Regions from separate parts of the Sus scrofa genome. Here region 1 is linked to region 2. Evidence: chromatin contacts called from public HiChIP or PLAC-seq data. All regions are on one chromosome and are shown on one strand. The core of a region is the stretch at or near the end of the contact, and the rest is flanking DNA. Distances in the headings are between cores, read along the strand shown. Region 1 holds the start of HMGN2 (high mobility group nucleosomal binding domain 2). Region 2 holds the start of AUNIP (aurora kinase A and ninein-interacting protein).

The links. HiChIP or PLAC-seq counts read pairs in DNA pulled down with a chosen protein or histone mark.
Region 1: a contact with region 2 is called in an H3K27ac HiChIP or PLAC-seq map of alveolar macrophages. The contact joins the promoter of HMGN2 here to the promoter of AUNIP in region 2. A contact is called at or near these places in 2 of 2 datasets of contacts at active chromatin or transcription factors (alveolar macrophages and skeletal muscle).

Annotation. Positions count from the first base shown.
Region 1 is chr6:83,854,728-83,858,540 of Sscrofa11.1, forward strand. It overlaps HMGN2 (high mobility group nucleosomal binding domain 2), which reads left to right and starts at 2,387. Exons shown (of 7, transcript NM_001244114.1): 1 at 2,387-2,398; 2 at 3,566-3,663. The coding sequence starts at 3,649. DHDDS (dehydrodolichyl diphosphate synthase subunit) reads left to right here. Exons shown (of 9, transcript NM_001244123.1): 9 at 45-374. The coding sequence ends at 281.
Region 2 is chr6:83,314,530-83,318,389 of Sscrofa11.1, forward strand. AUNIP (aurora kinase A and ninein-interacting protein) reads right to left here and starts at 2,113. Exons shown (of 3, transcript XM_013999063.2): 1 at 1,688-2,113. The coding sequence starts at 1,771. It also overlaps the pseudogene LOC110261117.

The sequences.
Region 1 (3,813 bases), core at 1,137-3,636, 540 kb after region 2:
CTAAAAATGATCTCCCCACCCCAATCCCCACTTTTCTCTAGCAGAAGGCCCGAGACATGTATGCAGAGGAGCGGAAGAGGCAGCAGCTGGAGAGAGACCAGGCTGCAGTGACAGAGCAGCTGCTGCAAGAGGGGCTCCAGGCCAGTGGAGACACCCAGCTCCGACGGACACGCTTGCACAAACTCCTAGCCAGAAGGGAAGAGCGAGTCCAAGTCTTCCTGCAGGCCTTGGAACTCAAGCGGGCTGACTGGCTGGCACGTCTGGGCACCGCATCAGCCTGAGTGAGGCTGGCCTCCTGCCACTTCGCCCTGCCCTCTGCCTCCAGGGCCCCACTCCCCTTTCTTGGTGAAAGGCACCTCCCTCCTGAAGATGAATTGTGTTTCCTTTGCTTGGCCAGGGAGCCCTAGAGGCCAGGTCTGCGTGCCATAGATACATACCTTGGGGCTGCCTGGGACAGTGCCCTTGGGGAAGGTTGAGGGTGAGAGTCTCCCACAAGTACGCTAAACCCAGCTCTGTTCACCAGTAGGTTTGGTGAGTAGGGGGCCATAGCCCTTCTGCTGCCTGCTTCTTCCACTTTTGCCACCTCTACCTGTGCTTCTCACTGTACTTTCTTTTTCCACCAGCAATCCTTCAAGGAAAGAGGTCTCCCCCAAACCCTGGTCCTTTACCCATCCATCTTAGTCTTCACAAAAGATGTGGCTCCACCTTGAATCTGCTGGTAAATAGCTAATAGGCAGCCAGCGTTATTTAGGCAAGGAAGTGGAGAGACAGAAAGAAAATTTGCCCATCTGCTGCTCCTCCCCCTTGGCTCTCCACCTGGGATTTGCTATTGACTCTCTACCCCCTCCCACCACGCAGTGCTGATTGCTCACTGAAAGGCTCAGCGCCCCCAATGGCGCTCGGAAGCCAGGCGGGTGATTACAATCCAATTACCTATTGTCGACTCAGCCCACACAAGCTTTTCTCCTCCTCTTGCGGGGCATGGGGCCAGGCTCCACTCCCCAGTGAGACTGGCCCCCTCCATGGCTACAGGGTAACAGAAGGGCCTTTAGGCCCTGGCGAATCTAACCCAGCACAGGCCTCCTTCCCTGGAACACGTCAAGACCAAGAGCACAGAAACAAGCACTTCTCCCAACTGACTGCCTCCTGCCCTCTGCATCTCAACTCTGCTTCCCACCTCCTTACTCTTTGAGGCTTCTGTCCGTGTTTGACCTGGGCCCCTAAGTAGGCCCATGAGACAATATATTTTCAGCATGGCAGTCTCAGCTTGTGAGGCCAAGGCTGCCCAGCAGGGAGAAGAGGGCCAAGTGAAAGGCTGTGTCCTTTCCCTTACCTCTCCCTCCCAGGCCTCACTGAGGAGCTGCTGAGAGGATTAGTGCCTTTGAAGAGCTGTCGGCCTGAGCAACTCTATGCTTCAGGTGCCCCAGAGCAGCAAGCACCAGCTGGTAATACCACCCAAGAGCTACTCTGTTTAGTCTTCACATTTTACTCTCTGCAAACCGATTCCCCAGCACCCCCCTCTAGGGGTGAGGTGGGGCCTTGCAAGCAGTACTAAGAGCAGACTCTTTAAAACCCCTAACTTGACTATACTCCAGTCTGCTCCTCCCCTTCCTATGCCTGGATACCTGGCACAAGAGACTCCTTGGCCATCATCCCTGCTCCCAGAATCAAGCATAATGCCAGACACTGCGATTGAGAAGCCAATCAATGTACCCTTTGGCAAGTCCCCCACACACACCTGGCACTCCCCACTACCAATCCCTGGCACAGGGTTCCCAGAGAGCAGGTGCTGTACATTTTCCAGTTTTACAATGGGGCTGTTGACAGCCTTAATTAGGGAGGCATGAATTATGTGGCTGTTATGCAGAGCCCTACAATTAAGGCGGGAAAGAGGGGCTGGAGGCAGCAAACGGAATCTGCCCTGTGAGCATGATTGTTGAGTCCTGTCTCCTTTCTGGGTCTGACTTTCTCCAGTGTAGATTGGGGTACAGCAGAAGTGATTAATCAGGCTGGTATCTCTTTGGCCTGAGGTCCTGTGTTCTGGGAAAGGTACACAGTGGGGTGTGGTGAGGAGGGGCTGCCTCAGGAGGCACTGAAGGGGTGGGGAGGAGAAGAGGCTGAGGACCACTGCTGTACAGGCACAGCGACTGCAAATAGTTGACATGAACTCCTTGTGGGTGCTTTCTACTGGTGTGATTTGTACAAACCAGCTCAACTCTTGCCTCAAGAAACTAGGTGGGACCTATTTAAATGTCCTCCCACCTGTGAGCCAAGCCCCAACTTGAGGATATTTATCGTATTGTATTCTCTTGGGTGTCAAACAGAATTTTAAAAATTCTTAGATGTAAAACTTGTTTGCGAACAGTACAAGAGTAGACTGTGTTTTGCTGCAGCAATTGTCTACCTCCCTCAAGGTGCACTTGGCTACTTCCAAGATCCCTAGCTTTGGGGGCGGAGGAGGGGGAGCCACTGGAAAAGCCCTTTTGCCATCTCAACACCTGTTCCTCTACTTGTTTCCTAATCCCCCGGACGCGTTCCTCCACTGTCCTTTTCCTCGCGCAAGTGAAAGGAAGCCAGTCTGCCAGTGTGGAAGGAGGGATTTCGCCAGCTGCGTTTGCAGCGCCCAGGCTTGGTGACCGCGTCGGGTGGGGGCAGCTGAGCTTGATGTCTCCGAAGCGGGAGGAGCTTAGGGGGAGGGGAGTGCTAGTAAGCCTTCTTGGCGGCCACTCTCCGTCATTCTGTGGCGGGGTTCTGAGATGTGGGAATACAAGGACCTAAGGGAGGCACTCGACAAGCTTTGGGGGGCTTCGTTGATACTTGGGGAGGCAGCTGAGCAACGGGTGCTGAAAGGACAGCTCCTACCTGCCCCACTGCACCCGAAATGTACCTCTGCTTGTAAAGTGCCCCCCTCGAACCCCTACCCACCTCGAGTGGACCGCTTTCCAGGTGAGGTGCATGAAAAGCTTCCTCCGAGTGGAGGTTTGGAAGGATGCACGTCCAGCTGCGCCAAGCTGGCTTCTCCACTCTTTTCCCACTTCGGCGTCAGCCTTGGCCCTGGGAACTGCAACCAGTGCCTCGAAGCCGCGCGCTTCTTCCCGCCTCCGGCAAAGGACATTGCGGCCAGGCTGAGCAAACCTTTCTTCTGGGGCCCCCAGCGGGAACAGGAAGGAAAGCGGCTGAGATGCGCCCTAAGTGTCGCACGGCTTGGAGAAGTGGATAGCTCGGTTGCATAAGGTGGAAGGAACTTGGTAGTTTGCAAAAGCCAGCTCTTGGCGGGAGCCGAAACCCACAGCCCGCCGACTCGCAGCCCCCTCTCAACTATAGCCTTCGATGTGCGCCTCCCCCACTGCGCCCCCACCCCTAGGCGCGCCGCCGTCTCGCGCGCCCTCCCCCCCATACCCCCCTCCTCACTCCCTCCAGAGGAGGTGAGTTTAAACCCCGCCCACGTGACCCCAGCTGGGCCAATGAGCGGCGGCGGGAGGTGAAATCCGGTTCTAACCGGTCCGGGGCTCCCAGCGCTATAAAAACTTTATAAACCCCCCGGAGCCCGAGCAGTGTGAAGAAGAGGCGAGAGCGACCCCTGGACCGACCAAAGCTCGCGCGCCACTGCATCCCCGTGTCCAGCGCCTACGTCCCGCCGCCGTCACCATGCCCAAGAGAAAGGTACGTGGCGCGAGGGCCCCAGGCTCTGGGCCGCCGCCGTGATCACCAATGCTGCCGCCGCCGCTTCCTCGGCTTTGGGGCGCGAGAATCGGCGCCGAGCTGAAGCAGGCTCGGCTGCCCGGCGCGGTGGCTCGAGGCGGTGTCAGGCGG
Region 2 (3,860 bases), core at 863-3,362:
CTAGGATTGAGCTGCAACTGCCGGCCTACACCACAGCAACACTGGATCCGAGGCTACGTCTGCTACCTACACCACAGCTCATGGCAATGCTAGATCCTTAACCCACTGAGCAAGGCCAGGGATCAAACCTGCATCTTCACGGACACTAGTCAGGTTCATTAACACTAAGCCACGACAGGAAGTCCAGAAGACTACTGTTTCTGATTTGCTTTTATGAGTTCTTTTTAACTAAGTCTTATTTATTTCATCGTCTTTTTTTGAGCTTGCTGTTAAACCCAAATACTTTTCATCTGAGCAACACTTCACTGGTTTTCAATACAACATTCTTCCATCAGCTGAAGCTGGTTCTTCATCTGCTCTGGCAGCCTTAATTTCTGCTTTAATCTTCCTGACTTCTTCAGCTGACAGGGCTCGCTTTTTCAAAACCACCACTTAGAAGTGTTATTTTCTTTGTCACTGTGATCACCATCTTCATCTGGGAGCTGAGGCAGGATTCCTTGGTTTCTTCAGGGGTCCCTTCCCTGCAGCCAACCCATTCCTTGAAACAGGCCAGGAAAGCCGACTTGACTAGCCCCATGTAGATCACCTGGTTCTGCTTGCTTATGGCCGCTCTGGGGAAAAACAGGCTCCCCCTCCACCACCTCCACCACCACCACCACCTGGAGATTGTCTCACCAAACTTTTTGAGTATCTGCCACTTATAAGGCATGTGATATACCAGCAAAGTGCCTGACACATAGTAAGCACTCAATAAATTACATATTGCTATTATGTATACATCTGTTTTCTTCCCCCACAAGACTGTAATAAACTTGAGGAAGAATCCTGCCCTTAGGGTCTGTTTTGAAGCTATTTTTCAAGTGTAAAATGAATATCATTATATCACTACTGTGTAGATGAGTACCAAACAAGGTAATTCATCTGAAATAGCACAATCTCCAGCTTAAAATGCTCAATAAACATGAACTATTATAGCATCCTTTTGCTTTTCTGTAATAACTAACAGAGACTCTTGCATATGTGCCAAACCTGGGTGTAATTTTCAATTCTCCTAGTTGGGTGAACCTGGGTTAATTACCTCACCTGCGTTTCCTTATTCCGCTAAGGGAGATGCTACATATAATACACATTAAATACTTAACACAGTATTTTTGGCACCCAGAGGATGCTCAATAAATATCAGGCCAGCTCCCCTTCCAGTCTCATCTATTTTTTACCCCCTACAGTTTACAAGTTCTGGGCAGGTAAATGGCCGGCAACCTGGCAAGGAGGGACCCACAGGGCAAGAACTAGCCAAGTTTGCATAAGCAGCCAGCCCTCCACACTTCATCCTCAGCTACCGTCCCGTAGGGGCTGTGAGCTCCTAAGGAGTCTGCTCCATTACGCTCTTCCGGGCAAATTTTCCCTCCACCTTCTCCCCTCACCTCGAAACTTCGCTGCCCCAGGGTCTCCACATCCCTCCACGGCCTGCCTGCCTTCCGCCCCCATTTTCTCTTCACTCCTCCCAAACCCTGCTTTTCAACCTTCTTCAGACTCCAATCCCTCTCTCCCCTAAACTTCCAAAGTTGTTCCGACTCGGCCCCCGACTTTACCCCCATCACCTTCTTGTCCCCCCCAAACTCCTCCCTTCTCATGCCTTCGGGGCCCCAAACCCTCCCCACCAACCCCTCTGGCCCCGACACCCCACCTGCGCTTTCCGCCTCTTCAGCGCCGCCGCGTCCAGCCACACGCCGCAGGCCTCCTCCTCCTCCTCCGGGCCTCTCCGCCTCATGGCCGGTGAAGAGAACAAGCCGAAGCAACTCACCGCTGAGTCTCAGGCCGCCTTAGGGAACCACCATAACAGACCCCGCCGAAGTTTAGATCTCGCGCCAACGCTGGGGGTGGAGCAACGGCGCGTCCGCCCGGCGCAGGCACCGCCCCCAGCGTCAGCTCCGCCCCAGCTCAGGCTCCGCCCCTCTCCTAAGCCCAATGGGATGGATACCTTCACTACCACCTCAACAGATCTGATTCGTCGTGAGCCTTTCCAGTTACCAAGGCGCGTTCTTTACGGATTTCTCATTCAAGAGTTGTACTCCGGGAGTTCCCTTCCTGGCTCAGCGGAAACGAATGTGACGAGCATCCGTGAGGACGCAGTCCGATCTCTGGCGTCACTCAGTGGGTTAAAGATCCGGCGTTGCTGTGAGCTGTGGTGTGAGCTGTGGTGTAGGTCGCAGATGCGGCTCGCATCCAGGGTGGCTGTGGCTGTGGCCGGGGCCATAGCTCCGATTTGATCCCTAGACTGGGAACCACCATATGCCTTCGGTCCGGCCCTAAGAAGCACCAAAAAAAAAAAAAGAATTGTATTCTGAAACTGTGCTATATGAACGTGTTCCCGACGTTGCACAAGGAATGCGCGTTTTCTTTTTGCTGAGTTAGTTGCACTTTCTTATAACCATCAGGGCTCAGAGTTTGCCATGTCTCACAGGTGAATCTTCAAGAACATCTCAAAAGGAAGAGGAGGAGCTGAAGCTCTGGTCCTCCAACTCCAAAGCTGGGGTCCTCAAGACTACCCTAAATGGATTACTTTTGTAATTCAAAACAAAAAAAAAGTTTAACTATGAAACCACATGGGAGAGGATTTAGAAAACGTTAAGGAGAATGAAAACTAAAAATTTGGAGTCAGGAACTAGCTTTCAGTCCTGCTTTCACCACTTACTCTATGGCGTTGGATTTTAAAGATTAAGTTTTGTGAAAGTATTTTGTATATTCTGAAAGCTCTTCAGAAATGCAAAAAACGCTGGTAACCCATCCATCCTTCTTTTATCTGTAACCACAATCTCTATAGATGTAATATATATAACAGGTTATTTTAGCAATGGAGTGTTACTTTTTTTTCATCCAGGATTTTTTTTTTTTTTTTTTGCTTTGCTTACCTGTACTTCCTAATTTCCCTCACTGTACATATATTGATCTATATTGCTTGTGTACTGTGGAAATGGCAATAGTGTAAACATTAACATATAACAACATTATAAAAAGTTAACATAAAGATCCTTGATTGAAAGTCCAAAATTGAAATCTTTGTCAAAGTATATATTTAAACACATTCTTTTATTTTTTATTTTTTATTTTTTTGTCTTTTTGTCTTTTTTGTCTTTTGTTGTTGTTGTTGTTGCTGTTTCTTGGGCCGCTCCCGCGGCATATGGAGATTCCCAGGCTGGGGGTTGAATCGGAGCTGTAGCCACCGGCCTACGCCAGAGCCACAGCAACGCAGGATCCGAGCCGCGTCTGCAACCTACACCACAGCTCACGGCAATGCTGGATCATTAACCCACTGAGCAAGGGCAGGGATCGAACCCGCAACCTCATGGTTCCTAGTCGGATTCGTTAACCACTGCGCCACGACGGGAACTCCCACATTCTTTTAATTTGGGGGGGGCACACATGCAGCATATGGAAGTTCCCAGGCTAGGGGTCGAATCAGAGCTACAGCTGCCGGTCTATGCCAGAGCCACAGCAACTTGCGATCCAAGCTGCATCTGCAACCTACATGCCGGATACTTAACCCACTGAGCAAAGCCAGGGATCAAACCTGCATCCTCATAGATACTAGTCGGGTTCATTATCCCTGAGCCACAATGGGAATTCCCACATTCTTTTAATTTCTAAAACTTATTTAGTGATAAAACTGCCTCTACCTATCCCACCAAAAAAAAAGTTCACATACATAGTGAATAAGGTGCCAACCCCAACCCCAGGCAAAGATAAAGCAGGAACTACCCCCTCCTCCCTGTGCCCACCCTCAGCTTCCCCCTGAAAACCTCCTCCAACACCCTGAGCAGGCCTAAAGGGGCACCAGGGTCCCCTCTCTAGGATAGGAC